6 separate regions of the Mus musculus genome follow, and regions 2, 3, 4, 5 and 6 are each linked to region 1. The links are chromatin contacts, called in public ChIA-PET, HiChIP or PLAC-seq and promoter capture Hi-C maps. All regions are on one chromosome and are shown on one strand. The core of a region is the stretch at or near the end of the contact, and the rest is flanking DNA. Distances in the headings are between cores, read along the strand shown. Region 1 has its middle 64 kb from the start of Gm35307. Region 2 holds the start of Spryd7 (SPRY domain containing 7). Region 3 holds the start of Trim13 (tripartite motif-containing 13). Region 4 holds the start of Rnaseh2b (ribonuclease H2, subunit B). Region 5 overlaps Dleu2 (deleted in lymphocytic leukemia, 2). Region 6 has its middle 47 kb from the start of Dleu7.

Region 1 (4,481 bases), core at 840-3,339:
AAAATACCTCTTAGACACTTATGAACTCAAAGACTAGAGCTGTTGTCAGCCTGGGTTACAGAAGCTTCTTTTGGCAGAGGGCAGGTCAGAGTCTCACAACTGACCTAAGTGCTGAGAATAAGAGCCTGCTGCAGGTGCTCATCCCTAAGCAAGACCATCTCTATCATGTCTGTCCCAAGGCCCAGGGCACATCAGAGAAGGGGTGTTAGGAAGTCTGTGAATGCCAGAACACGGAGAGGAACGTGTGATGTTCCTTCTGGATATTACATAGCCGTGGCAGTCAGGAACACAGAGCTCACGGTTCAAGTCATGGGTGAAGGAGGGAGAATGGCTGGGAACCGCCAAGAATGGGAGAGGAGAGAGAGGGCACTGGGGAATATGGTCATAGCCCATACTACACATGGATGTAATCATCAAAGAAAAAAAAATAGGTCATTTTCAAAGATTAGCAACCAGTGCCAAGCCCCAGTCTAACTCCCCACTGCTGTATTAGTAACGTTAAGCTCTGCGTGGCTCCATTATTAACCCCTTGTGGCCCTTTGGTACTTCGTTTTCATTTGGCCTGGCTCCTGGAGTCTTGATTTGAACTGAGTGGTTTTTCTATTGTCTCACTCTTTGCTGCCATGTCTCCACATATATGCAATCAAGTTATCTAAATAATGTTCTTTTTCTTAACTTCATTCATATTTACTAGAAAATAAATAAAATGTATCTAAAACTGCAGTCCACTCTGAAGGTGTGTTCCCCCATGACTCTTACATACTTTGCAAGACTTTCTTAGTCATTTAAAAATCTCTTTTAGGAGGCTCATAAGCTAATTTCTGAATCTTTCATAAAGATAGGCTCCATGGTAAAGTTCTTGCCTATACAGGCAAGGCCCTGAGATTTTTTTCCCCATTCATAGTCAATTACTGCACCAAAAAATAAAATAAAATAAAATAAAATAAAATAAAATAAAAATTAATCCAACTACTACAACACAAGGAAAAATCTTCTAGAATGCTTGTTTTCATCAACAGTATTGACACACCCTCCGCAGACAGGATCTAACTGAGAACAGGTTTCACTTCCAGAAAAAGACCCTTTAGGATAAAGCAATTTAACTACAATCTCATTTTTAATATAATACAAAGGGAGACATTTCTGATCAGCTAAGGCATTTACTATAATAATCTGAATTATGCTTTAGCAAGTCATACAATAAGAGACTCCTTTTTGAAAAAAAATTTAAAGAAATTAAAGTCATTAAAGTCATACAGAGCCATGGGGGAGAACTGGAAGCTCCCATCCCGAAGGCTTATGTCTTCCTGCACCAGCCGAGAAGCACATAATATCATCACAGTTCCCACAACCAACAGCGAGAGTCACAGGTTACATGCTGTTCCAACTTTAGTGGAAAATGGCTTTCCCTTTAAATAAGTTTCACTTTCAGAGAAGACGTTCAAGCACATGGCATAACTGTAGGGCTGTGAAGCCCGTGGCTGCACACAAATCCTTCCACAGCAAAGGAAGCCCTCTCATGAGCCTCAACCTTGCAAATCACATCCAGGAAAAAGTCTTAGCCATAAGGGGCCAAAGAGGTGGAAACCAACGCTTCAACCGGGCTCTGATTCTCTGAGCCACCATCCTCCACATGGAGTCTTTAACCACAGAAATTGGTAGCGACAACAGAGAAAACAGAAGTGTTAACTAAGGCACAAAGTCAGCAGGTTTTCTGATTTGTCTGTGCCATGCAGTTGCCCACACCATTCCTCTCACCACCTCAGCACACTCTGACGTCCTGTCCTTTCCTTACTTTCACATCCCTGTTTTATGGAATAAAGCCCTAGCACTAACAGATGTGGCAAGAAATCACTTTAGCTAGAACCTTCCCTCCCTGCATCCAATTTCCAGCCTGTTAACGCCACGAGCCTTTGCAAAGAACTCAGTATAACTTTCAATGACACCAACACACACACACACACACACACACACACACACACACGCCCACTTAGTCTCTTTTAACTGAAAGTCTTTAGAAAGAGGAAGTAGCTCCAGGAACTATCACAGCATGTTCCTGGATGCTGGGTGAAGGAAACCCACAGCAGACAGTTGCTCTAATGGGGCTGGTGCAGGCCGGATGCTGCTTTGTAGTAACTAGCCTGCTGACAGTCAGCACATCGTCACACTTCTGTTTTGTCACAGCCTCCCTTCCTTCCAATACTAGAGATTGTGCTTCAAAAAACACATAATATAATGTTTTAGAGCCATGGTTATTGGTATCTATTTTATTGTCTCTATCTAGAGCTTCTTGAGACACCAGAAATGAAGGCTCATTAACAAGAGAGCAGGAAATCCCAAGCCCAGGCCCTCGGTAGAGAAGTTGGTAGGCTCAACTCTTTTCTGAACAGATTCTTTGCTTTATTAAACATAACCATTGGTGTCTAATTGTTTACCGTTTCCCAGAATACAGAAGGAAAAATACAACACAATTGCTTGGAATTCAGGAAGCAAAAAATCACACAGCAGTACTTTGGCAAATGATTGTCTAAAACCAAGGCAGTAGTAACCAAGGAGGGCAGCCCTGGGTAATGGCTAACCCAGAAAGTCTGACTGAGCCCAATTAAGCAGCTGTGGGGGGCAGGATTCCACTGCTGAGAAGAACCCACAGAAAGCAGTCTGTTCTAGTCCACAAACAACTTTGTGGGTAAAGCGAGCTGAAGAAACAAGCTCAGGGCTCTCCTACGACCAAAGAAGTATTACTGCTATCTCCTTCTATAAAACACATGGATTTCTAAGTCATATCGGCACCCTGGCAGCCAGGGAGTCAGGGGTCAGGGGTCGGGGGTGAGGGTGGTGTTGGGGCAGTGATGGGTGGGTTCCTGAGTCCATTGACTATGTATGCTTACTTAGTCCTACCCATATGTAGGTCAGTCTTTGGTCATTTCTCTAAACAATACAGTCATTGCTCAACCCAAGATTACCCCTAGCCTCACTCCTGTAGAACAGAACATTCTGGCTCAACCAAGAAAGGTTCTCCTAAGGGAGGCAGTGGGCATACCAGATCTCATCCCTACCAAAAAAGGCATCCCCTTCAATCCCAATCATTTGGGAAGTTGGGGTCTGGGTTCTGGTGCTGACATGGCTTCAGTTACTTAGAAGCAAGTATTAGAATCCCACAAAGGTAGTCTTTTCCCCTTGGTAACATCGCATATGAATGGAGATAGACAAATGGACTTGAATTCTTAATCTTTAACAAAAAAAAAAACATATAGCTGTCAGGACCCTTCCTTTATCAGGGCTGATTATTCTTGAGGTCATGGTCTATGGTGTGTGTGTGTGTTAATTTTTTTTAATCAAATAAGTACCTTAAATGCTGTCCCTCATAAATCATTGCTCAACCATCTTTTGGCACCAGGATAAGGTGTTCCTGTTGGGGGTTGGGGGGGAGGTGTTACTAGATCATTCTCTTCCAGAAAAGTATGTTCATGTTGCTTGTACTGTAAGATCCTCTATGCGTGTCTGAGCTCTCAGGGGGTCATTTCCTTTACTGATAAATGATTACTGTGATAAGTATGTGAAAATGGGGGACAGTGGGAAAGCCTCCACCTGCTCATAGGTACCCAGTCCAAACAGCCTTCTCTCTGCAAGGGAAGCTACTAGGGCCAGGCCACATTCTCAGGCAGCTCCCGGGAGGCCCTTGGCTCTGCTCCTTCCCCTCTGTGGTATCTGCACCATCTACAGAGACTCCAGACCCCAAGTTCACACCGCCATGTACCAAGCAAAACCCTAATGAGTGTGTTCTGTGCCAGGCCCAGGGGATGGGAATTGAAAGAAGATGGGCCCCTCCTCTCTCCCCCCCCCCATGTCTTCATTGATGGATGGAGCTTAAGTCTAACTTCACAAAGATGCTTAGCATAAACGATGTCCTTCCAGGGGTGAGGGCAATGTGGAACTCTTGAGAAAGAGCCACTCACCTTTGAGCTCTGCTCTCACACACCAAGAAATTTTTTACCACAAAATAAAATCACTTCAGTGTTTGAATCTGGAGAGGGCAATGATCTCCAAGGGTGCCCACGAGGTCAGGGCACTATATCCACCAATGGTTGTGTGCTGGGTCCCTAACAAAAGCTGGCTGTGTTTCTGCTCACTGGGAAGGAATATGGAATGGGGCTGGCCTATACTGAGCCCACGGTGCTTCTGGGTAAGGGCCTGTGCAGATACAGCAGTGCTGAAAGCTTCATGGGGTTACTCCAATCACCTTCCTGGGAAACCGGGCTAACAAGCCAGAGTCCAACTCAGTCATAGCTTTCTTGACAATCTAGATAATGCTTGCTTCTACTTATCTAGAGGAACAACTATATTTTAAACTTAAGTTTTTCTCAAATACAATTTAGATTAGTGGGAAGCGATTCAAAAAGCCCTGCACAAAAACATTTTTTTGAAATAGTTCTCAGGAGATTCTGTGAAATCCATCAGCCTCTCTCTCTCTCTCTCTCTCT
Region 2 (4,481 bases), core at 1,070-3,569, 410 kb after region 1:
AAAGAAACACTGAATGGACGAACACCACCTGCCTGCATGTACTCCTGCATCACAGGTGCTGCCCTCTGTACCAGCTGGGCTGTGGGAATGGGATCTTGGTAAACAAGTAGTATTGCTGAGCAAGTTTCCGGGCTCTGTGTACAAGTGCTCTGTAATCGGGGCCCATGCCACTATACACCACACCGATGTGTTTGGTTATGGGCTCCACCTTGTGAACACTCCTTTCATCATACAGGATGGATTTCTGCTTTTTTTCTCAGTTGCTAATACTACGCCATTTGCAGCTTTAATTCCCACTGAAGGGGCCCCTCCAGCTACTGCAGCCAAAGCATATTCAATCTGGACAAGCTTGCTAGATGGGCTGAATGTAGTGTAGTCAGCAAGAAGCTGTAACTGCGCTCTGCCATCTTTACCTGGAAAGTCGGACATAAAACAAATTTTATTTACATATGTTATAGCAGATTAGCTAATGTGAAGACTAATGAAACATGCAAAAAAAAATGAAGCACAAATTTGCATTTTTTAACCGAATATTTTTAGAGGGTTGTAACCTTAATTTTAAGTTTAAACTTTAAAATCTGAGATGCTAAAAGATGTGGTGAAGCAAATAAAGGGCTGGAGTTGGACCCCTGGGGTTTGTATCATACTTTGTATATTTTCTACCTTTGTGAAATTGCACAGTCATTTAACCTATTTCTTCATCTATAAAGTAGGGACAGTATTGAGCTTGAAATGTTGCAAAAAGTCTATCGTGTGGTGTGTGTGTGTGTGAGAGAGAGAGAGAGTGAGAGAGAGAGAAAGAGAGGATTATCAAGAGTACTTCAATAGATATAGAGGCAGTGAGGGAGAGGGGATAGTCTGAAATTATTTTAGCAATTACTTTGGGTATTAATTCTGTAATAACTAAGTCTCAAAGTAAAAAAAAGCCTTGGATATCTCCCTTAGTATCATAATATTTATTTATGTATTTGTTTATATTTTATGTGCATTGGTGTTTGAGGATGTCAGATCCCCTGGAACTGGAGTTGCAGACAGTTGTTGTGAGCTGCCATGTGGTTGCTGGGCATTGAACCCAGGACCTCTGGAAGAATAGCCAGTGCTCTTAACTGCTGAGCCATCTCTCCAGCCCTAAAAATATTTTTATAAATAGAAGAAACCAAAGTCTGAAATTTTTCCCTCATCCTATGGCTAAAAATCTCAATAAAGTATATTTACACTCAGGTGACTAAAAGGTTATGTATGGGAAACCATTACTAAAGAATTGGGAATTTTTGTTCAGTTTTCCAGGATTTGATGAAGACCCAGAAAACTTCCAGGGTGGGAATCTTATCTTGGAAGAGAGGTTTGAGCCAGATTCTGTTGGGACACCATGGGGTGTGAGGGATAACGACAGACAGATAACAAGTGACCCCCACTGGGGCCTTCCTTCGATATGGTAATAGGAAGCAGCAGACCCCCGTAAGAGCTGAGTTTCTCTTCACCCTCTCTCAGGGCATTCCCTTCACATTTCTAGGAACCATTGGTGCACCAGAAAGCTGAGTAAGACTGTCTGATCGGAAAGCAAGCCTGAAGACCTGAGTTCGATTCCCGGATCTCCAAGGTAGGGGGAAGAAAACCTATTTCTGAGAGTTGTCTTCAGACCTTGCCGTGGCACGAGAGCGCCTGAACGCACGTCCTGAGCACGAATATACAATAATGACTTTTTAAAAAGTCGTCTTTCGGCCCTGTCCCGACCCCTTCCCGTAGTCCCCTCATAAGGGTGACTGCTTGCAAGTCCTGGGTCCACGCAGCAATCAACCCAATGATAAACGCCGGTGCATGGAAAATGCGAAGAGCCTCGCCGCACACCCAAAGACCGGGTCCTCGGAGTCTGCGTGGCAGGATGCGGAGAGCCGGAGAGTTCCGACGGAAAACTCCCGGGCGTTTTATTAGCTCCATGCCCAAAGGAGGTCTGCCGATCCCTAAAAATCACTGCGGAGCCGCCCCAGGCAGCTACCAGTAGCGCGCCGACACAGCACGGAGCTACTACGGAGGCTGAGGCGGTCAGGGCTGGAGTTCCAGACCCTATAAACAGCACAGAAGGCCCTGTCAAACCAGCAACAACCACAGCCGCAGGGAATCCCGACGACTCTCAGCTCCACCATTCACCTGCCAGCCACAGGGCCTAGGGGAGGACGCCGCAGCACGCCTGCGCACGCCGCCACGCCCACCCCATGTCAGTCAGGCCACTGGCCACGCCCACTTTCAGAAACCCGGACCTTTTCCCCAACTCCGCCCTCTTCCAGGCGTCAGGCCACTGGCCCCGCCCTCTTTCAGTCAGTCAAGCCCGGGCCCCTGCTCGGCTCTCTACAGCGCCCTGCCCACCCGCCACACCCTCTTTGACTTGGGCTGGCCGCTGGCCCCGCCCACCTCCCGACACCGCCCCGCCCCTCCGGGCGGTCCTCGCTCCTTCGCCGGGGGACCTCGCCTCAGTCTCCGCTTCGCCTCCCGGCCCTGGCGTCGCTGTGCGGGCTGCGAGGCTCCCGCGACCCAGAAGCACTCGGGCGCGGGCGGAGCGGTGGGGCTGTGTAGCTACGCCATGGCCGCGTCGGCGTGGTGCTGCCTGCGCTGCTGCAGGGACGGCGGGACTGGCCACATTCCTCTCAAGGAGATGCCGGCCGTACAGTTGGACACGCAGCACATGGGTAAGGGCCTCCCGACTGGACCCAACCGCCCACCGAGGGCCGAGGGAAATGGGGCGGGGACCACGTGACCACGCAGCCCCCTGTGGCCTCTCTGGCCTCGGTCATCGGGCATGGGCTGTGCCAGCCTCCCAGGGCTGAATCTCTCAGAGAGGAGTCAGGTGTTCCCAGGTGAGGAAGCGGGGGCGCTCGCCCGCCCGCCCGCCATCAGTGCCCGGGTGTCGAGTGTCACCTAGTGTTTGCTGAGTCCTGTCTTCAGCACTATCAAATATAGGCTGAAGCTTGTTCTGGGGGAGTAATTTTCCCCTCACTTCCTGAAGCCCAAACAGGGCCGGTTGCAGAAGCCTGGAGTAGAGCCTCAGGTCGTAACAAGCCACTTCCACTAAAATCTCCATTGCTGGACACCTTAGTCACTGTTGGGAACGCTGTAATTTTATCTGACTCTCGCCATCGGGCCAAGCGATTGCAAAATAGAACAGTGCTCCTTCTCATCCATTTTTTTCCAGTTCCCAATGGCTTTATAATTAATTTAATAATAATTTCTCATCCAACATTCCCCCCCCCCTGTAGCATCTTTTTCTACATAGGATTACTTCAGTTCTTAGACCCTTTCCAAGCTTCTGGAATATTATCCAGGCAGATTTCCCAGAATAATTATTTCAGTTAGAGTGCTGTCTTTTTGTGTATTATTACAATAAACTAATGCATTTTTTGATTTCCCCAAATACCTCATTGTCTAAAAGACTGTATTTAAGTAACACAAGCATTCTTAATATCTACAACAAAACTCTTTTCTGCCCAGATAATCTACAAGTCTGGAAACATTGCCCATTATATTTTCTATTGCAGTACTATACGCAGTCGTCGTTTACTATGGTGTACAGTGCCACCACAAATTTACAGTCTCTAGTACAGAATTTCAGTACTAAATACCTTTAAGCCCCTATCCATCACTATAGACAGTGGATGTTCAGATCTTGTACTTTCTCTCAGGAAACATTTCTATTTAATTTATTCACTCAATGAATATGACTTTTAGGTGATAAGATACTGTATTAAGGGCTGAGATAAGACTGCAGGACTGTAGTGACTTTTGAGCCCATGCTGTGCTGTCTATTATGTAGAACAATCCTTATTCCTGGCCTTTTTCTTTTAGGAAGAACTAAGTGACCCATTGTATCTTTGCAGTTTCCCTTTCTCCTGTGCTATCCAGCACCCTCAGGTGCTGAGTGAAGAACCGGGATATGGTCTCTCAATTTCTTCCCTTCCGTGGAACTTTTTTCTTAACCTATTTTACAATAAATTGAAACTACCTTCAAGCTTGATGTGAGAATCACAATAAAAAGGAAGAGAAGTGTTGAGTTAGAAGAATGATTCAAATGCGGATTGGCCTTAACTTGAAAACATGGGAAACATACTGCTTGTGTTCAGCATAAAATTATACAACCTAAGGAATATATTTGGAGCCCGGCGTGGTGGTGTATGCCTTTAATCCCAGCACTCGGGAGGCAGAGGCAGGCAGATTTCTAAGTTCGAGGCTAGCCTGGTCTACAAAGTGAGTTCCAGGACAGCTCCCCCAAAAAAGAATATATTTGGACTTTTTTGTTTGTTTCATACTAGTTTCGTTTTGATTTATTTTGTTGGTTTCTTGGTTGCTGTTTTGTTTTTAAAGGAGAGTAGTCTCTATATTGCTCAGGTTGTCTTCAATTCCTGGCTCAAGCCACCACCACCTCAGCCTTCCACATGTCTACAGGTGTGTACCACAATGCCCTACTTGTTTTCTCACTTTCTTTCCTTTTT
Region 3 (4,481 bases), core at 1,483-3,982, 370 kb after region 1:
GTACTTGGCACTCTACTGGCCATCAGACAACCATCTGTGGCTGGAGACAGGGATTAGGTCCAGCAGTGCCCACGATGAGCAGAGCATACCACTGAGCAGTGCACATGCCCAGGCACACTTATTCTCTCTGTGGCATGTGTGTGCAATGCACGTACACTGCTTGCACAAGGCCGAGGCCAGAACTCGTGTCTTTCCTCAGTCTTCTCCACCTTTCCTTGTTTGCAGTGGGATCGCTTGCTGACTCAGCTATGCTTTCTTGTTTGTTTTCTTGAGACAGGGTTTTTCTGTGTAGCCCTGGCTGTGCTGGAACTCACTTTGTGGCCCAGGCTGGCCTCGAACTCAAAGATCAACCTGCCTCTGGATCCCAAGTGCTGGGATGAAAAGCGTGTACCACTGACACCCAACTTGAAAAAGATTGTCAAGTGTTCTTCTAAACAGAGTGTGTATAGCTGCACATGGTGGCACATGGCTTTAATCCCAGCACTTGGGAGGAAGACTGATAACCTGAACTTGGTCTACATAGCCACCCTGCCTTAAAAAAAAAAAAAAAAGTAAAAATGGCGTGTGGGAGTGTTGGGGTGTGTATACCAGTCTCGACCCACACACACACAAGTTTGTACAAACATATCCTGGTTTCTAAAACACTCCGTCTCTCCACGTATTTCCTCACCTTAGCAAACACTGAACAGGTCTCATTCTTACTGTTTCCGCCTGGACTTAAAACGTAAACCAACTTAAATCAGTTACTAGAAGCATGCGTCACTTATCTTGAGAACAAAGGGGTAGGAATAAAACGTAAGTTCTGGGCTTAAACCCAAAGTAGCTAACCAAGCCCCCAACTTCCGGAGGAAAAACATGGGGCCTGACTCTCCTTGCCCTTCTACCACCAAAGCACAGACCTTGAATTTGCAAAGTTCTAGGATTCAAAACTCTCCAGAAAGTAAGTCAAAAATTTAGTATTCTAACCCAGGCGTAGTGGCAGACACCTTAAGCCAAACCCAGCACTCTGAATGCAGAGGAAGGCAGATACGTTAGTTCAAGGCCAGCCTGGTCTAACTAGGAAACTGTCACAAAAAGGGGGAAAAAAGATGATTTTCCTATGTTAGGAGCCGAGAATATGCTAATGGCAGAGGTATACTTAGCATGCTAAAGGCACTGGGATAGATTCCCAAAACAAAGTTTACTCCATAGATTTCTAAAAATCTCTTATAGTTTTCACAAATATGTTTTATCTTTTACAAAATGAGGATCTTTACAATACTATCTTCATATTACTTGAAAATAAATACAACTAGGGTACCAGAAACACAGAAGCATGAACTGCGGTGGGTCAGAGACCCTTTCACAGAGCAGGGCTGAGGTTGCAGCTCACTGAAAGCGCTTGCCCAGAGTGAGCAACTTCCAGACCTACCAGAAAATACATGGATGGAAAGAACAGTTGGGAAGGAAGGCTGAAGACATGGGTCTTCTGGGCCTGGACCTGTTACTTTCAGTGCAAAACACTGACCAAAATCAACTGACACTTGCAGGTTACAATCAGTCCATCACTGAGGTAAGTCAGAGCAGGAACTCAAGGCAAAACAAACTGCTCTCTATTCCCCACAACAATGCCTTCCACCATGGAACCCACTCCCAACCAGCAGACACCATCAAGAATGTGGATGGCTGCCTGTCCATAATGGGCTCCTGCTTAGCTGGTTCATCAGCCTAAAGATAGAGCTGCCCACAGTGTGCCCAGTGTAAATGAAGACATATCCACAGACCAATCTGAAAAACAATTACTCAGTTCAGATTGTTTTCAGGTGATATTAGGCTGTGTGAAACTGATGCTTAGCATTAAATAGGGCAGAGGTGTAGTTCCCGGGTAGACTGTGATAGCATACTCCAAGGTGTAATTTAAAGCAAAAAAAAAGGGGGGGGGGGCATAATTGATTAATAGCCCCATTGAGTCCTAGCACAAAGAATGCCTATATATTGACATTCTGTTTTAAAAGCACTCCTCATACAAATGTCTAGAAAGCTGCAGGAATCTAAAGCCCTGCTCTACAGCCCCAGTAGCTGGACAACTAAGACAAACCACACAGAAGAAATGTTGCTGGATTTGTTTCCTTTAGAGCATACTTTTTTTAAATTATATATAGTAATTACCAAAAAAATGAATGGCAAGCATGGATTTTTGAATCCATGAGTTTTGAAATATGAAAAGAACAAAGGCCCTATTATTAAAGGAGGTGGTGAAGATATACTTATTCTTTTTATTTCCATCTGGAATGGTCCTAGGACTAATAAAATCGGGTATTTTTCCCCTTCATAAATACCAGAACATAAAGAAAAATAATACGGTTTACCTTTGTTCCAGGCAAGTATATGCTTTTGGCAAGCTTACTATATTTTCTGTGGAGAGAGCCAGTTCGTTTTCCCTCACGTTTTGACGGTAAAACTGGAGAACACTGTAGAGAAAGGAGAAAGAGTGTCACAGGCACAGATCTGCATTCTTGGCCCCCTCCTAGCCAGGGGGCCTCCCCAGCGGCGCGCTGACCTTCCCGACCGCGACAGTAGCACCGCTGCCGCCAGGCCGTGCCGCCCGTCACCGCCCACGCAGGTGTCCCCCGGCCGCGGCAGCGGGGCCAGCGACTCCCGGCCCCCGGTCCCTACTCGGAGCACACTGCTCACCTCCACCAGCCAACTGGGGCCGGGCTGCGCCGGTGCAAAATGGACACGGCGACCACGCCCTCTGCTTCCCGCTGTCCCGCGCCTGCGCACCACCTAGGTCGCCCAGCCTCTGGATAAGTGCTCTGGTGACGCCCACGCGCCGAGTTTGGATTGCTGTATTTTTGTTGTTGTTGTTACTTGCATTTTTCAAGAACAACAAAAACAAAAACACAGCCCAACCCTTCACACCACTTTGCCTACTTTTCAGGACCCAGCGGGCTCGGCGATCTCTGGGTAGAAAACCATTGACCCAACTTTATAGAAAGGCACTACTTCCCAGCACTCGGGAGTCAGAGGCAGGCGGATTTCTGAGTTCGAGGCCAGCCTGGTCTACAAAGTGAGTTCCAGGACAGCCAGGGCTATACAGAGAAACCCTGTCTCGAAAAAAAAAAAAGAAAAGAAAAGAAAAGAAAAGAAAAGAAAAGAAAGGCACTACTACGGTTCCCCTCAGAGGCAGGAACTTTTAACTGGTTTTAAAATATCTCAATCAATCAATCAATCAATAAAAATAAAATAAAAAATAAAGAAAAACCAAAATAAAATAAGATAAAATAAAATAAAATATCTCGCCCTGATTTCCACCTCCTATGCGGAGACCGTGGTTACAGAGGATGAAAAAGATGGTTCCTATCCAAACTTGAAAGCCGGTAAATGCAGGGTGATGTGTGCTGGAGGAGCACGTCTACTCCCGCTTGGGAAGGCCTGGGCCTTTAGGAGAGCAAATTTGGGGAAAGCGCGGTTCCAAGTCATGGAAAAGCCCCTCTTGCCCCCTTCCGCCCATTGCCTGTGGTCCCGGCTACACCATTCCTAAGACCAATCCCTGTCATTTCTAACTTAGTCCTCACGAGAACGTTACAGTGGAACCAAGAGCCTTATCCTCTAAATGAACAGGTTTTCTACAAGGTGGAAAACCAAGACGAAGCTGTGGAGGGTTTCCTCAAATTCCAACGGCACGTGTAACCGTTTATGTATACCACTTGACACGTGAAGCGTAAACTGGGGTAAAAACCTGCTAGATCGGGGAGGTAGCTTCATTTTCTAAACTATATACAAAATATATATTATTTATAAGCCTGATCCTACAACTAAACTTCCAGCTCTTTAGAAACTTGTGTCATTCTACGGAGCTAATCCACCTTTCTCTTGAGTTCCTCCAAACCCAGCAGGGCCCCTTAGCGCTCTTACCTAGATTTCCGTTTTGCCCGAGTCCTGCCTGTACTCCACTGTTAGCCCAAACGCAAAGGATGATCTCTATCTCTTAACTGAAGCTCCTTCCATAAAGGCCAAAAAACAAAGGAGTGGGGGCCTCCATCCAATGGCTATAAAAAGAAGCCTCTAGCTCCTCCCCCACACCCTTGGCAGGCTGAACCACTTCACCACCAAGATGGGGGGAGGGGGGAGGGCTCCAAGACAAGTCAGTAGGAGCCAAACCACTTCACCTTTACAGTGGCTCAGGGCCACCCAACCGACATAGCCTCAGGTCAGAGAAAAGACCACAAGACTTCTCCCAAGCAATTTGCCTCAGCATTCTTACCTAAGGTTTTCTGAGGCACAGCCAAGCTGCTTCTTGTTAGGACACACCTAACTGCAGCTGATAACACAATATCTACCTAGTCTTTGATGGTTTGCTAACAGTTAGGGTTTTTTGTTTGTTTGTTTGTTTTGTTTTGTTTTTTGTTTTTTTGAGACAGGGTTTCTCTGTGTAACCCTGGCTGTCCTGGAACTCACTCTGTAGACCAGGGTGGCCTTGAACTCAGAAATCTGCCTGC
Region 4 (4,481 bases), core at 845-3,344, 360 kb before region 1:
GGCCGGTGCCCTTACATTGGAGGGCAGACCCCATAGCTGCTATCAAACGTGTTTGGACCCTTAGAGCCTGCAGGTGGCACTAAAGGCCACCTGGAAGAGCAGAAGTCAGGAAGCCCAAGTTTTAAGTTTTAGAACCCTCAACCACTATCAGCCTAATGAGTAGGTGAGAGAGCACCTTGCCTGAAGGGTAAAAAAAGGTGAGAGGACAGACACCTCAGCTTTGAACAGAAACCAGGTGGCAATGCGTCTCACCCCTCCCTCCCAGTAGATCTACTACACCTTTCTCTTTGAGGGATGCATTCAACATCGAGTCTTTTCAGTTTTGTGCTTGGTACGATTATGACACACTTTAAGAAGGAAATTAATGTCAGTGAAACAGCCAACAAAACAAAACAAAACCCCTCAAATTATTGCAAACTACTATATAGTATTAACATGTTTGATTGCAAAAAGAATGATTAGGGATCCTACTACAAAAATCAAATATACTGATGTAACAGAAGGGTGAAAGGAGGCTCTCCCCTCTCCCAGCTAAACTAAGGTGTTCAGCTAGCCTTCTGATGGCTCACCAACACCAGGAATTCTCACTAGCTGCTTTACCAAGCACTATCAGTGAGGTTACGGCTTAACTGGACTCATCATAGGCAGCTGGAGTCAGGACGAAGCCGTATCAACCACTTCAGAAAACCATTCTGCAGAACTAAAGCTAACCCAACAAGCACCCAAAAGCAGCTTCCACTCCAGGATACAGACACTCCGAAGAAATGAATGCCAATGTCCACCAACAGCCTCAAAAGAATGCTGCCAGAGGTGTAACTCCTACTAGGTGCAAACCAGGAGGAACACCTAATGCCATCCATCCTCCGGAGAGTAGTAGCATTGATATGCATACAGCAAACCAGAAGCAATTTTTAAGAACCAGCCAACAAAACCCATGGAACAGCCATGGATGGATCTGGCAGACGTGGTACGGAGGGAAGGAAGACAGATACAAAAGTCACAGGGGTCCAAGCAGGCAAAACTAATTTGATGACAGAAAGCCTGGGGTTCTCTAGAAGACGGGTGTATGAGCTGCTAGCTGGAAAGCTACTCTTCTTGGTCAGCAGCATACAGGGTTCAGTTGAGTGAGCTGCAAACCCAAAATCCATACACTTGAATGTGTTTAACTTTTTACACAGGAGAGAAGCTGTGTATCCAAAGTAAGTGTCAGGTCGTTACATAAAGATTATAAAAATTATCATCACTGGATATCTATACCCTGGTGAAATATATTTGCTGTAAAAATGCTCTGCATTTGCTAAACTAAAACTCAAAATTAAAGTGACTGGGAAGTTTCCTTCTTCACGCGTATTCTAACATCAAATGTATCATTGTAAAATGACAGAGTGTTTCTGGCTTGCATTCCCTAACCCAAATTTATTTCACTTGCCCTCCTCATATGGCAATGGCTGTCGCATGCCACCACATGCCCTGATAGCTGGTCATCATCTACAGGGACACTGAGTGGCCTGGTTCTGGGATTTTTGACTGTCACCATGTCCTGGAATTGTTTCAAACCACGCTCACATAAACCCCATCCAGGCTCCCTTATGCCTGGCCACCCTTGCCTTTCCAGAGCAGCAGAGCGGCTCAGCATGGGACTACTGCGACCTCTGGTTTGGAGCTGGTAAGATTCTAGACGCTGAGCTACAGAGATCCAGTAACTCCCAGGGGACAGCAGAGTCCCGGGACCCCCGCTGCCCGCCGCAGGCCGAGTGGCTGGACCCGCCCCAGGGAATCCGCGCAAACGCTGCCGTCGCTTCCGGGTTTGGAGTTTTCCCGCGTGTTGTGACACGTGACCAGGATGCTTAGCAAAGCGCGGGGCACCGAATCCGGGTCCGCGCTCGCTAGGACCTTGCGGACCGGTGCTGGCCTGGGAAAAAAAAAAAACCCGCGCTGCCGCTGCCGCCACCAGCGACCTAGGCCCACGCGCCTCCCGCGTTTACCTGGAAGTAGGAACACTAGCTGCCTGGCCGCCAAGTCCCCGCGGTCCCGACCTCCGGCCATGGTCGCGCCCTGCCGGAAGTGGCGCCGAGGGGCCCGCCAACCGGGGCCACCAGCCTGCCTCCATTTCCGGGCCCGCCCGCTCGGCTTCCTTTTTTGAAATCTGCGCGGGCCCTGCTGTCAGTGGAGGGTGTGGAGCTCCTCGTTTTTCTCACTCTCATTCTACGGGCGCTGCTCGTGCGTGTATTTCATACATTGAGGTTCCTAATGCGGGCGAGCAGCCTTCAAATTGGCTGTGGGCCAATTTGATAGTTAAGGTAATTTTTTAAAGATACAACCCAAATTATGCTTATAATTTGGAGTTCAACATACGAATTTGTTATTTAGGATAAATCTTTAGAGTATTAACGAGACTTAGTTTGGGTGTGGTTTGGTTTTGACACAAGGTCCACCACCCAGCGGGGACTGACCTTCAAAGTATGCCGCCCTGGCTGGCTTTGAATACTGGATCAGGAACCTCCCAAGTGCTAGAATGGTTGTGAGCAAAAGTGGTGTCTTGTTGCCTAGGGCTCACCTCGGGGCTATAGAGAAAACAATTAAGCCCTGACTAGGGAGGTGGAGAGGGGATTCTCTCAAAGGGCCAGCTGCCGATCAGGAAGCTTGTTCTGAAGTGTTCTTTCTAGGCAGACTATGCACTTTATGTCTTTTGTTATCCAGTCTAGTGGCACTTTGTATTTTGTTTTTGTAGAGGGAGCAATGTGAGACACAGGCAACATAAATGTGGAGGTCTGAGTTATAAAGGTGGTCAAAGCTTTTGAGAAATTACATAGAGCAACCAGAAGTTGGTCTGGATCTTAAAACATAGGCTGAGATTCCCTCCTGAGGCATGAAGCCCTTAAAAATACCCACCTCTGAACAACAATATGAACTAACCAGTACCCCCAGAGCTCATGTCTCTAGCTGCATATGTAGCAGAAGATGGCCTAGTCGGCCATCATTGGGAAGAGAGGCCCCTTGGTCTTGTAAACTTTATATGCCTCAGTACAGGGGAACACCAGGGCCAAGAAGTGGGAGTGAGTGGGTAGGGGGGGGTGGTATGGGGGACTTTTGGGATAGCACTTGAAATGTAAATGAAGAAAATACCTAATTAAAAAAAATATATATATAATACCCACCTCTGACCAGACCATTGTAAGACCACGAAAAAATAAGGCCACGCAGGGACATTTCGTGATTCTCTCAGACAAAAGCAAGATCAGTGTCATTTGTGCAGCAACTGTCCCAGCACTTGGCCACAGTGAGAACTGCTTTACCCAGTACAGCTCTATTCCTGTGCTAGTCTCCCCTGGCTGTGGATAAGAGTCAGGAAGATGAGTCAGGATACAAAGACAGAAGAGGACTCTGGAGGGAAAGGGGTCCCCCTAGGACTGGCTTTGCGTTTCATGCTGGCTGAGAATTAAGAATTTTGACTCAATTGGACCATCAAGGTGGTTCAGTACACAGAGGATTAACAGGATTCCCATGCCCAGCCACAGAGAAATCACTGCACACTGAGGGATTAATAATGGAAATGGTTTTTAATGATAGTGTGTGTGTGTGTGTGTGTGTGTGTGTGTCTAATGCTCAGGGAGGAGGCCTTATAGAGAAGATGTTGTTAGCTTACATTTTAGGCTTATGCATTTCACATAAATCTTTCAGGCTCCAGCCCCAGGTTACACTTTGGAAAGTTTAAACAGACACAAGAGACGGCAGGTCTGGTCCCTTGCTTGGGCAAATGGGAGATTTACTCAGCAAAGATATTGCCTGAACTATTTAAGTACACTAGTGTTCCTTTTGTTCTTGTCCACCAGGCAGAATTACACGTTTCCTGTTGAGAGCACAGAGAACTTGAGGACAGACCAGGACTTAATGATGGTTGTGACCCTGTGCTACTCCCTTGAGCCACCCCTCGGAGGCATGTTCTTGATATGGGGATATGCCTAATGGCTAGTTGTAAGCCTTGTTATGGGACTAGAGCTTAACTGGAAATCAGTCTTGGTGACCAAGAATTAGCAGAAACGTTCTCAGTAATCCTAAACGTCTACTGTGGTACAGAGTTTTCTTCCACAGTTCCTCACAAGCCTCGTTAGGGCACTTCTCTCCCAGGCACGAGGCAGAGTTCCTTTAGCTAAATTCTACTCTGTGTACCTTGGTGTTTCCTAAGCCAGTTTATTATTAATACATCATAGCATCAATTTTATTACTTTGAGGTTCCTCTGAGTTCAATAACCACCCAAATGATGGAGCAGAAATGATCTGACTCCTGAAAGTTGCCCTTTGACCCCCACAATGTGCTGTGGCATGGGCACATGCTAAAGGCCAGTGAACTTTAATACTGTGAGTCTTTTGGCCAGCATTTTGCTCAATAACAAAACTAGGAAATGGCATTTAACGTGAAAATGGTGAAACTTCTGCAAGTCATGGGTCAGTCTCTTGTTAAGAGTCCCGTGACTCCTATT
Region 5 (4,481 bases), core at 1,145-3,644, 320 kb after region 1:
AATGTGCACCCTCTTGTGGTGGAAAGATCATTTTCCCCAGTGGCTTTCTGTTGACGCACAGAGCTTTGTTACTTGAGTTTGTTTTCTCCCATTTTAATGACTCAATGAGGATTTGTGGTTTGTTAAGATTTTAAACGAATCTTAACTATATGGGACTTAAATATTCTAAATGAGATGGCCATATAAGTTTTAGTCGGAGCAAACGTAGATGGCCGAACACTATTCAGCCATGTCAGTCTTGATCTTGGTTGCTAAAGTCTCTTCTTTTCCAGTTGTACCTCACTGATGCAAACCATGGACGCCTTCTCCAGTGCACTTCCTCTTTGGTGCTTAAGTTTCATATCCATGGCTTTAACGGACATAATAACAAGATGTATCTTTTTTTTATGTTCAAAAGTTACAATTCTGCAGGGTGTGGTGGCACAAACCTGTAATCCCAGCACTCAAGAGACTGAAGCAGGATTATCAGCCTGAGCCTGGGCTACAAAATTGAGTTCTAGGCCAGCCTCAAAGCCATAAAGAAGATATTTTTTAAAGTTACAATTCATCACAAGTTGTTTTTATAATAAAAACTAGAGCAAACATAGTAATATCCCTGATTTTTAAACTGTTGGGTTCTGTTTTGAAAAGCAACATTTGATAAGGCTGGAGAGATAGCTCAGCAGTTGAGAGCACTTGTTGATTTTGCCAAGGACCCAGGCTTAGTTTTAGCATAGTTCCAGGAAATCCCTCCTCTCTTGATGTTTGAAGGCACATATAAGATGCACATACACACATGTAAACAAAACACTCACAGTCATTTTTTAAAAATCCATGAGAATCAAGTGAAACATAACCAAACACAGCCCTATAGTCATCTAGGAGCAATGGCAGTTTTTCTTTTTAAAAACTTCATCTTAATTAGCCTAGTGGAAGGGACAATGTCTTGCAAGCAAAGGATCAAAAGATGCTTTTGTAAGAAAAATTAAAATATTAACTTCATTTTTTTTGTCCTGTTATAGAGTCATTTTTAAAGGCGGTTTACCTAGCTTGCTCTCACCAGCTGCAAGACGGCAGAATTTATAATCGGAACATCAGGTTTCAATAGCCATAAAACAAAAATAATACCTACTTCATAGAGGTGTTGTGGGCAGTGAGACACCTGATCCACAAAGCGTTTGATAACAATGCGTACCACATTATCAGTACCCAGTGGCTCTTACAACTTTTTCGGGGCTTCATACAACGGGAAACCTATCTGGTGAGTCCATAATTTACTCTAGCACTATTTTTTTTTTCTTTTGGAAAAGTACCCTAGTGACGTCCAAAAGATTGTACATCTTCGGCTCCAATCCAGAACCGAAAGCTCCGTCTCCAGTTCAGAATCCAAAGGCTTGTGCATGGTGGGCTGGTCGCACACCTCGAGGTCTGGGGTGGAGGGAAACGTCGGGGTGTGACAGCCGCCCGCTGGTCGTGTGATTGAACCGTAAAATTCCTACCTCGTGAGATGGTTCTAGGCTTAGGTGTGACAGATCTGGGAGGCGCTGGCGGAGGGCGAGAGCACGACAGCGATACGCGGTTTTAAGTTCCTGAGCGGCCACCCAGGGCTCGAAGGCGCACTCGGTGGCTTGGAGTTTAGTTAAAAGCGGTTTTTGTCTTGTTTTTACGAAACTCTTAAGATAGTCCCTGATTTGTTTCATCACTAGTGTGTCACCGGAGTAGTGTCCGAAAGCTGACCACCTCCACTGCCGCACAGGGGCCACGCAGGCACACACAGGAGCGCAAGACACAGCGGGGACTGGAACCGAGGAAGTAGAGAGCCTTGCGCCACGACGATCCTGCGCATGTGCCGGGGGAGAGGGAGGTAGAAGTTTCCGCATGCGCAGCAGGGTCGCGCGGGGGTGGGTGGGGGGAGGCAGGGACAGCTGTGGAGCCGGCCCGCGTTCCCGGCATGCCCCGGGGCGGCGGGGTTGGCTCTAACGAATTTGAATGAGGAGTCTCAGCGCTTTCGGCGCCATTTTCGAGTGATGCCTGATCTCATCAATCTAGCGGGAGGGAAGGGATAACCTGTCCGAGCCTAGCGCGACGCTAGGATCACGCCGGAAAATCCCCCAAAAATCATCAAAAAAATTAACTTAGAGCAGAGGGCAGTCGGTGGGGCTTCGCCAGATGCGGCGCAGTCGGTAAGAGCCTCAAGTAGCGAAGCGGGTCTCGAGAGGTGGCAGCGATGGGACCGGAGGACCGTGAGGGGAGCAGGGACCGGACTCGGGGTCTGCCCTCACTTTCGCGGCAGAAGCTCCCCCAGGGGATCCGGTTGCTGTAAGTTGGGTGTCCTCGGATGGGCGGCGTCCGGCCGCGCTCGGGTGGCGGGAGCGCGGAGCTGGGGGAGGGGAGGCGCGGTTTGAGCGGGACACGGCCGAGCGGCCGCCGCCCGACCTGTCAGCGCGAGCGGCCGGGGAGCTAGGCCGGCGCGGCAGGGTCGCCCGCGACAGGCGCCCGCCCGCCCTCCCCGGTGTGCACGGCGGTCCGGGCGCAGGCCGTCTCCTGCCGGGAAACTTGGGTCGCGGGAGAGACGGCTGCCCGCGGCCCCCGAGGTGCGCTGCGGAGTGCGGGGAAGAAACGACGCCGGCCGGGCCGGTCCCGGGCCGGATCCCGACCCCGGGCGCGGCGGATGGATGGATGGCCGCATCCAGCTGGGTCATTTTGTCGTTGCTCTCCCGGCGGTCCCCTCTCTCGCTCGAGGGGGAGGGGTGTCGGGGTGAAGGGAAGGACGGGGCTGCGAGCTTGCGATTTCCTGGCGTCGGGCTCTTAGAAGACTTTTTCCTTCTCCGGTCCTTGAATCGCAGCGTCTCAAGGAAAAGTAGCGTGAAACTTGGTGTCTCCTGCCGACAAGCCTTTGCACCTACGATTTAACGGTCATTTTGCAGTCCTCAACTTTCCTTGGGTACTCCTGACGCTGAGGCGGAAGAAAGCGGAGTTGTCTTTCCTTTGGGGGGGGGGTTTCTTTCTTTCTTTCTTTCTTTCTTTTTTTTCTTCGTTGGCTGTTGGCTTTTTGTCAACCCAGAGTCGACAGCTCTTGAATGAGCCAGTGACAGCTTTGACTTTAGGTAATGCTCGCTAGGTACTAGTCTTTGTGAAGAGTCCACGTTAAACTCTTGTGTCGCTTTCCTCCCTCAGCACCCCTAGATTAACCCTTAGCTCATGGGACGTTCTGCGGGAGGGTCGCACGGACCTGCCTTAGTGATCCTCTGCGGATGCTTTTGCTGCAGCTTCTCGGTTATTCGCCGAGGACTCAGGCTTCAGGAGACCCTCGGTGACTTGCTAGTCAGAGCAGGCCCCCTACAGAGCTTTCTCCCTCTGGAATTTTATCAGAACCCTGGATTTGGTGTGTGTCTGTGAAAACTGGGGGACCCGCCCTCATTTAGATCCCTTCCAGAAGAGTAGGAGCGCAATGTGATGTTTTTCAAATTGAGTCTAACGGAGCTCCCAAACGCCGGGCTTCTTACCCACTGATTGGCTGGAAGGAAGCGGGACTGGGGGGTTTGAATGTTGATCCCAGAGCTGATAATTCTTGACCTACGAAAAACTGTGTTTAGACAGAGAACTATTCAAATAAATACAAAATGTAAAATCGGAGTTTTTTTTTTAAGTTAGTACATAATAGAGTTGTTTCTTCCGTAAAAGCCTTTCAGATGGTTCTGAAATATATATATTTAAATGTAAAACTAAAGAGGCTGTTTTCAGAAAACTGTATTTCTGCTGTTGGAGTTATAAGACATTTCTGTTCTTCATTAGTTGAAAACTTCTCCGAAGGATCTAAGGTGTTTGGTTTTTCCTTTGATAAAATTTTTCCGTCTCAGTCTTCATGTATTTATTGGATACATATTAAGGGAAAATTGTTTCTTTCATTTTGATGAAAGTGAACTTTAAACTTAATCTGTTCTACATTTTTTTTTTTGTAAAAATTGAATGTACTCTTAGAACTTTGCAAATCTGTTTTTAAATGTTTTCTAACTGGGCCATTGCAGTGGATTTAAAAGTTTAGTTTACGAGTCATTTATGTTTCTTAGTTGAGAATATAACAAGTAAATATGCACAGGTGAGCATATATATTAATGCATTCCTTTTACAAATTCATTATGAGAGAATGTGTTGTATCGAGCAGTGCATATGTGTTGGTTTCTTTGACTGGTTTCAAAGTTTTTGTTTAGTGTTACTTGAGACAGGCGTCAATATTTATTACCCTGCTTGTCATTCCTTTTAATTCCATCTTGATAATAGGGTGTGGTTTTCAGAGTAGATGATTTTGAAAGGAACTTTTAAATTTTTATATCTTACAAATAATTGAAATTTTGAGGCATTATTTCAATTTAAGACAAACATGCATTTAGAAATATTCAAATGAAAACATTTTTATAAATGTATAGGACTGTAAATTAATTTATAATAAATACATTCTACTTTGTATTACTTTCATGATAATTATGTTTACTGAACCCATA
Region 6 (4,481 bases), core at 1,076-3,575, 270 kb before region 1:
GACCCCTCCCAGCAGCTGTGCTACCCACCCTGGCTCAGGCTGGAGCCTGAACAGAAGCCTCCAGGCAGAGGCCACGCCCCTCAGAGCCCCTTTTTCCCATGTCAGCGACTTCCACTGGTTGAATTTAAGATCTAGCTCTGCTCTCCCAACTCATTCCTGGAACAACCAGCTTTATCCGGTGTGCCCGTACTCAGAGCTTTCAGACCCTCAAGTCTGTCCCGTACCAAGTCTATTTCTAAACCTTTGACCGATTTACGTTCCCGCGCCTTGTCTGCAGCACGTTTTGTTTGCTGTGTTGCGGTGTGTTCACTACTTTTTGTTAAAAGCGCGACATTAAAGGGTTCTGTATATTGCTCATACACAGATAATGCAAATCTGTTTCCCTCTCCCAAACCTGTTTTCCTGCCACCGGGGCTTCCTGACTTTCCCCGGATCTAACTCAATGTCACCAGAAGAGCTGGGTATAAGACCTCTTTGGAGTTTAGCATGGGCCTGGGAGTGTCCCAGCATTCCTCACTTCCTGTCACACTCCATTGTTCAGAACGAAGTCCCAAGCCAAATGGAAGGGCCATCATAGGCCACACCCACTGGAGTAGATAACCTGGAATTGGTAACTAGCCTATGGAGAAGAAGGGAGTGTGGCTGCTGGTGAATAGCAGCCAATGGTGTCATCATTAGCTATGTAATACTATGCATTCGCTATGTTAGACTCAGCATGGGGTGCTTTAAACTGCTGGGTTACGCATGCCACTGAACTAGCTCTGGCCCATATTTTATTATTACTAATTAATTCATTTATCTATTAAGTATGTTTACATGTAAGTATGTGTGTTATGGCTTATGTGTGTGGAGGCCAGAGGACAACACATAGGAATTAGTTCTCTCCTTCCACCATGTGATTTCTGGGGATAGAACTCAGGTCCTCAGGCTTGGTAGCAAGTAGTTATATGCTGAGCCATCTTGCCAACCCACAGCTATATTTTAGCTCCAGTGTTTGTTAAATGAGTAAGTAGCTGTGACTGACAGTAATCATACTACCCTTCCATTTCCAGTCTTTGTACTGAACCTCAGTTCTGCAGAGAGCTTTAAAAGCAATCTCAGTGTGAGTTAAGACTCCAGACAACTAGAGAGATACTTAAGGAGCACTAACTGCTTATTGATAAGCTAATAGGAACACAACATACTTGTAACACCGTTGTCAGCTAGAACTCCAAGATGGGCTGTCTTAATGTTTCAACACTCTGAAGGGCGGTTTCATATTAACCAAAGCCAGGCCTTGTCATGCTCCTACGGTGGCGTGTACGCTCTTTTCGTGTGAAATCTTGGTTTGTCTCTGCCGTATTATCTCTACCGCTGTCTTCCGAGAAGCATAGGTGGACTGGCTGAGAGAACAGGGGTGGGGTCCATGCAGCCCTTCCCTTTCCTTGTAAGATACATGATTGGCTGAGAGCAAACATGGTGGCAGCCCAAGTTCAAGGTCAAGCTTGCTTCTTCCTCTCACTGGAACCTCTTCTCCAGTCAGGTGTCTGCATCGGGGTGGGGGTGGGGGGTCATTGGAGTCCATGCCATGTAAACTTGAGCACTGAAGTCCCAGCACCAGGATAAACTGCCTTCTTCCTCTGTGTCCTCACCCGGCCCCAACTCCATCTTCCACTGTCCTGAGTCATCTCATTCAGGTGGGATCATAGTAGCCCTGTCCCTTCCTTGCCTTTTTGCTTTCCTGGGGACATAGCTCAAGTACATTTACTCACGTCGATGAATACCTTTCTAACTATTCTTTTTTCTTTTTCCCCCCTCGTACCTTGATGGGGAGACACTGTTTTTCAGATGAGTACAACAGCGTCCTATGGCTGTTCTACCTTCCTCAGGAAGGTGGGAAACCTGTAGAGCATCTTTGGCTTTCCTGGGGCATCTGTAAAGCTGGTTGATGAGGGTAGAAAAGGTTGGGCTGAGTAGTGGACAGAGTCCTTTTCCTCTCACACCCAGTGAGACTCCACCTCCTCCCTGAGCCTCCCCCGCCAGAGCTTGGCTGTCTGCACTCCCTGTAGTTTTGAATGTCCCCAGCGTGCTTCCTCTTTTGTTAGTGTGTGAGAGGGGACAAAGGTTTCTCAGGGCTGTCCTTGAACATGGATGATAGTCAGACTCCATGGCCAGTCTTCAAAGATTACAAGAAAAAACATCAGGGGGCCTGGGAATCTGGGAACATCCTTGAGTTTCACATGAGATCCCTGTGGGTGTAAGATGACACCTCAAAGTCTACATACACTGTGTCGCAGACAGACTCTAAGAAGGTTGGAAGGGGAAAAACAAACTTCTCTCCCACGCAGCTCCAACTTCCCCCTTCAGATCTTGTCTCTTTTGGTTTTGAAACAAAAGCAATATTAATGCTGACAGATACATAAACAGGGATATAAAGTAGACATCTTTGGGACACCAAGATTTGCGGAAATACTTGCTATTCTGTGCTGAGATGTTTCCATTTCCTTATGTGCCCTTTAACTATATTTTAAAACACTCACAGTGGGCAGTTTACTTCTCTGGGGTTGGTTAGCTGCCGTGTGGAATTAGGATAAAATCATTCAGAGGTTCATTTTGGTGCTCATAGTCCAGGAGTTCATATGTGTAGTCTGTCTTGTTTAGTCTGTTTGTTATTCAGCCCGGTCCAAAAGCACTATAATTGTGCACTTTCAAGAGTAAGTAGTAGATGCTTGTTTGTGTATCTGCTCAGTTCCAACCTGAGAACCTGGGTGCTCATGCACACCCCACACACTCCACATTATGGTGGAGGACACCAGACACTTCGTAGGCAGCATTTCATGTGAACAACAGACAAGCTATCAGATGCCACTGTCGTGCTGTGATGGGGCTCTGTGTGTTGGGAAGCAGGCTCCAGATATATGTTCTCTGAAACGGAAGCAGTTTATTTACAGATATAGAAAGGAAAACCGAGGTTCGTGTCACTGCAGCCTTCCCGGCAGCTCTGAAACCTGCACTTGGCTGAGAGTTGAAAAGATGACCCTGATGTTAGGGTGACTGCCCCACATGCCAGGGGAAATGTGCCCAGGAGAACCTGCTCCCACTTCCACTCTCAGTAAGCCTCCCCCCCCCAAAAAAAACCAAAATGGGAGCAAGTAGGGGTCCTCAGTAGAGTCTTCAGCTAGCATCCTTTATCATCTTCACTGCCACACCGGAAACCCAGGATCCGCCCTTTGATGACACTTTCATCTTCCCCAATCACAATTTCACCTCTTGCCTCTTGGAAAGTGCTGGAATGTCACTTTAATTTCAGGAAATAGAAGAGCATGCTACGTGTACACAGTGTGAGGCTCTGGCTTTGGGAGAGATTGGAGGTAATAAATGGAGTCTCTTTAGAGCATCCACATAATACTGAGATTCCTTCTAGTCAATACTAGAAGAGCTTTCCTTGTCTTCACCCTGGTCTTCCTCAGCCTTGATTTTATTTATTTAATGATCTCTCCATCCCCAACCTCTCTTAAACACACATACACATAGAGACACACACAGACATACACACAGCCGCAGCCACACAGACACACTGACACTCAGACATACACATATAAGGAGGGGGAGAGGGAAGGAGAGAAGGAGGGAGGAAGGGAGGGAGGGAATATTTCATAGGCCAGCTTGGAGTTTTAGAATCACTGCATACAATATATTTCTGCCCACATTCTCAGACAGGGTTGAGGACCGTGGCACCTGTCCAGGTTCTATGTCTTAGCCAATATTCTATTGCTGTGAAAAGACACCATGACCATGGATTTAGGCCTGTAGAGAGTCAAGAAATCACAGCAGGACTATAGGGAAAAGCAAAGGAGAACAGAAGATAGCAAGTACCAGGGCTCTACAATCTTCCTTAAGTACATGATCTTGAACTAGCTGCATCTCCTAGAGCTTCTAGTATACCTTCCCCTCCCACCAGCACCATGCTCTAAAGACATGGGTCTTTGAGAGGCACTGGACATCCCAACTATAACAATGGAGCAGGAAGGTGAAATTAGGTTTCCAAGGAGGAGTGAACAATGGCTCTAAGCAGAGAGATATCCCTTGTGTGGGTGGTCTGATATGCGTGGAGGTGGGAGGACAAAAGAAAGCACTGGGGAGGAGGGGCAGAATGGCATATTGAGAACAGGCAGAGTCTAGACATCATATATCCCTGGGTAGAATCTGTCTCGTGGATGAGATTGGCAACCCTCCCAGTAATAGGCCCACAAGTACTAGGGTTGCAGATAACAGGTTTCTGATATCTTTGCTCAACCACTCCAGCAGAGTTATTAAGTGGCCTGAATATCCTGGAAAAAAAATCAGAAGTACTTTAATGTCATTTTCTGAGCCAATAGCAACTAGTCTTTTAGCAGTTCACACTAACACTCCATTCAATCCTTAAGATAGCTAAGACACTGGCAGAAAAGGATCTAAAACTTGGAATGAAAGCAAAAACTGACACTCGGATCTTGCAGTGA

The links. Promoter capture Hi-C pulls out the DNA fragments that hold promoters and counts their contacts. ChIA-PET counts read pairs in DNA pulled down with a chosen protein or histone mark. HiChIP or PLAC-seq counts read pairs in DNA pulled down with a chosen protein or histone mark.
Region 2: an RNA polymerase II ChIA-PET map of memory CD8 T cells shows a contact between it and region 1, with 14 read pairs. The contact joins the promoter of Spryd7 here to the enhancer-like site in region 1. A contact is called at or near these places in 5 of 39 promoter capture datasets (the C10 cell line, HPC-7-derived erythroid cells, embryonic stem cells and 2 more), 2 of 484 Hi-C or Micro-C datasets (CD4 T cells and bone marrow-derived macrophages), 3 of 115 datasets of contacts at active chromatin or transcription factors (acute myeloid leukemia, bone marrow-derived macrophages and memory CD8 T cells) and 2 of 9 other capture datasets (adipose tissue and liver).
Region 3: a contact with region 1 is called in a promoter capture Hi-C map of macrophages, with 6 read pairs. The contact joins the promoter of Trim13 here to the enhancer-like site in region 1. A contact is called at or near these places in 6 of 39 promoter capture datasets (the 3T3-L1 cell line, hippocampal neurons, liver and 2 more), 1 of 484 Hi-C or Micro-C datasets (CD4 T cells), 2 of 115 datasets of contacts at active chromatin or transcription factors (embryonic stem cells and memory CD8 T cells) and 3 of 9 other capture datasets (adipose tissue, liver and macrophages).
Region 4: a contact with region 1 is called in an RNA polymerase II ChIA-PET map of memory CD8 T cells, with 12 read pairs. The contact joins the promoter of Rnaseh2b here to the enhancer-like site in region 1. A contact is called at or near these places in 1 of 484 Hi-C or Micro-C datasets (erythroblasts) and 4 of 115 datasets of contacts at active chromatin or transcription factors (large pre-B cells, memory CD8 T cells, pro-B cells and 1 more).
Region 5: an H3K4me3 HiChIP or PLAC-seq map of pro-B cells shows a contact between it and region 1, with 5 times the contacts expected there. The contact joins two enhancer-like sites. A contact is called at or near these places in 3 of 39 promoter capture datasets (the C10 cell line and neutrophils), 8 of 484 Hi-C or Micro-C datasets (CD4 T cells, LSK cells, bone marrow-derived macrophages and 4 more) and 15 of 115 datasets of contacts at active chromatin or transcription factors (DN3 thymocytes, the SCID.adh cell line, bone marrow-derived macrophages and 10 more).
Region 6: an H3K4me3 HiChIP or PLAC-seq map of bone marrow-derived macrophages shows a contact between it and region 1, with 5 times the contacts expected there. The contact joins two enhancer-like sites. A contact is called at or near these places in 5 of 484 Hi-C or Micro-C datasets (cerebral cortex, cortical neurons, embryonic stem cells and 1 more), 2 of 115 datasets of contacts at active chromatin or transcription factors (bone marrow-derived macrophages and neural progenitor cells) and 1 of 9 other capture datasets (embryonic stem cells).

What each region holds. Positions count from the first base shown.
Region 1 is chr14:61,968,874-61,973,354 of GRCm38.p6, reverse strand. No RefSeq gene overlaps it. Among named protein-coding and RNA genes, the nearest start is that of Gm35307, 64 kb to the left of the region's middle. Within about 2 kb of position 2,089, at least 136 of the 459 cell types and tissues checked have an H3K27ac peak or open chromatin away from gene starts, as enhancers often do. A contact at or near this core is called in DN3 thymocytes, LSK cells, acute myeloid leukemia and 13 more, where this site is marked.
Region 2 is chr14:61,554,724-61,559,204 of GRCm38.p6, reverse strand. It overlaps Spryd7 (SPRY domain containing 7), which reads left to right and starts at 2,319. Exons shown (of 5, transcript NM_025697.4): 1 at 2,319-2,684. The coding sequence starts at 2,579. It also overlaps the pseudogene Gm4118.
Region 3 is chr14:61,597,763-61,602,243 of GRCm38.p6, reverse strand. Trim13 (tripartite motif-containing 13) reads right to left here and starts at 2,732. Exons shown (of 3, transcript NM_023233.3): 1 at 2,674-2,732; 2 at 2,349-2,450.
Region 4 is chr14:62,329,681-62,334,161 of GRCm38.p6, reverse strand. Rnaseh2b (ribonuclease H2, subunit B) reads right to left here and starts at 2,094. Exons shown (of 11, transcript NM_026001.3): 1 at 1,986-2,094. The coding sequence starts at 2,046. It overlaps Gm41173 (a long non-coding RNA gene), which reads left to right and starts at 2,107. Exons shown (of 2, transcript XR_874686.3): 1 at 2,107-2,300; 2 at 3,834-4,481.
Region 5 is chr14:61,646,299-61,650,779 of GRCm38.p6, reverse strand. All of the region lies in intron 1 of Dleu2 (deleted in lymphocytic leukemia, 2), which reads left to right. Among named protein-coding and RNA genes, the nearest start is that of Mir15a, 16 kb to the right of the region's middle. Within about 2 kb of position 2,394, at least 436 of the 459 cell types and tissues checked have an H3K27ac peak or open chromatin away from gene starts, as enhancers often do. A contact at or near this core is called in DN3 thymocytes, LSK cells, bone marrow-derived macrophages and 8 more, where this site is marked.
Region 6 is chr14:62,243,440-62,247,920 of GRCm38.p6, reverse strand. No RefSeq gene overlaps it. Among named protein-coding and RNA genes, the nearest start is that of Dleu7, 47 kb to the left of the region's middle. Within about 2 kb of position 2,325, at least 35 of the 459 cell types and tissues checked have an H3K27ac peak or open chromatin away from gene starts, as enhancers often do. A contact at or near this core is called in bone marrow-derived macrophages, where this site is marked.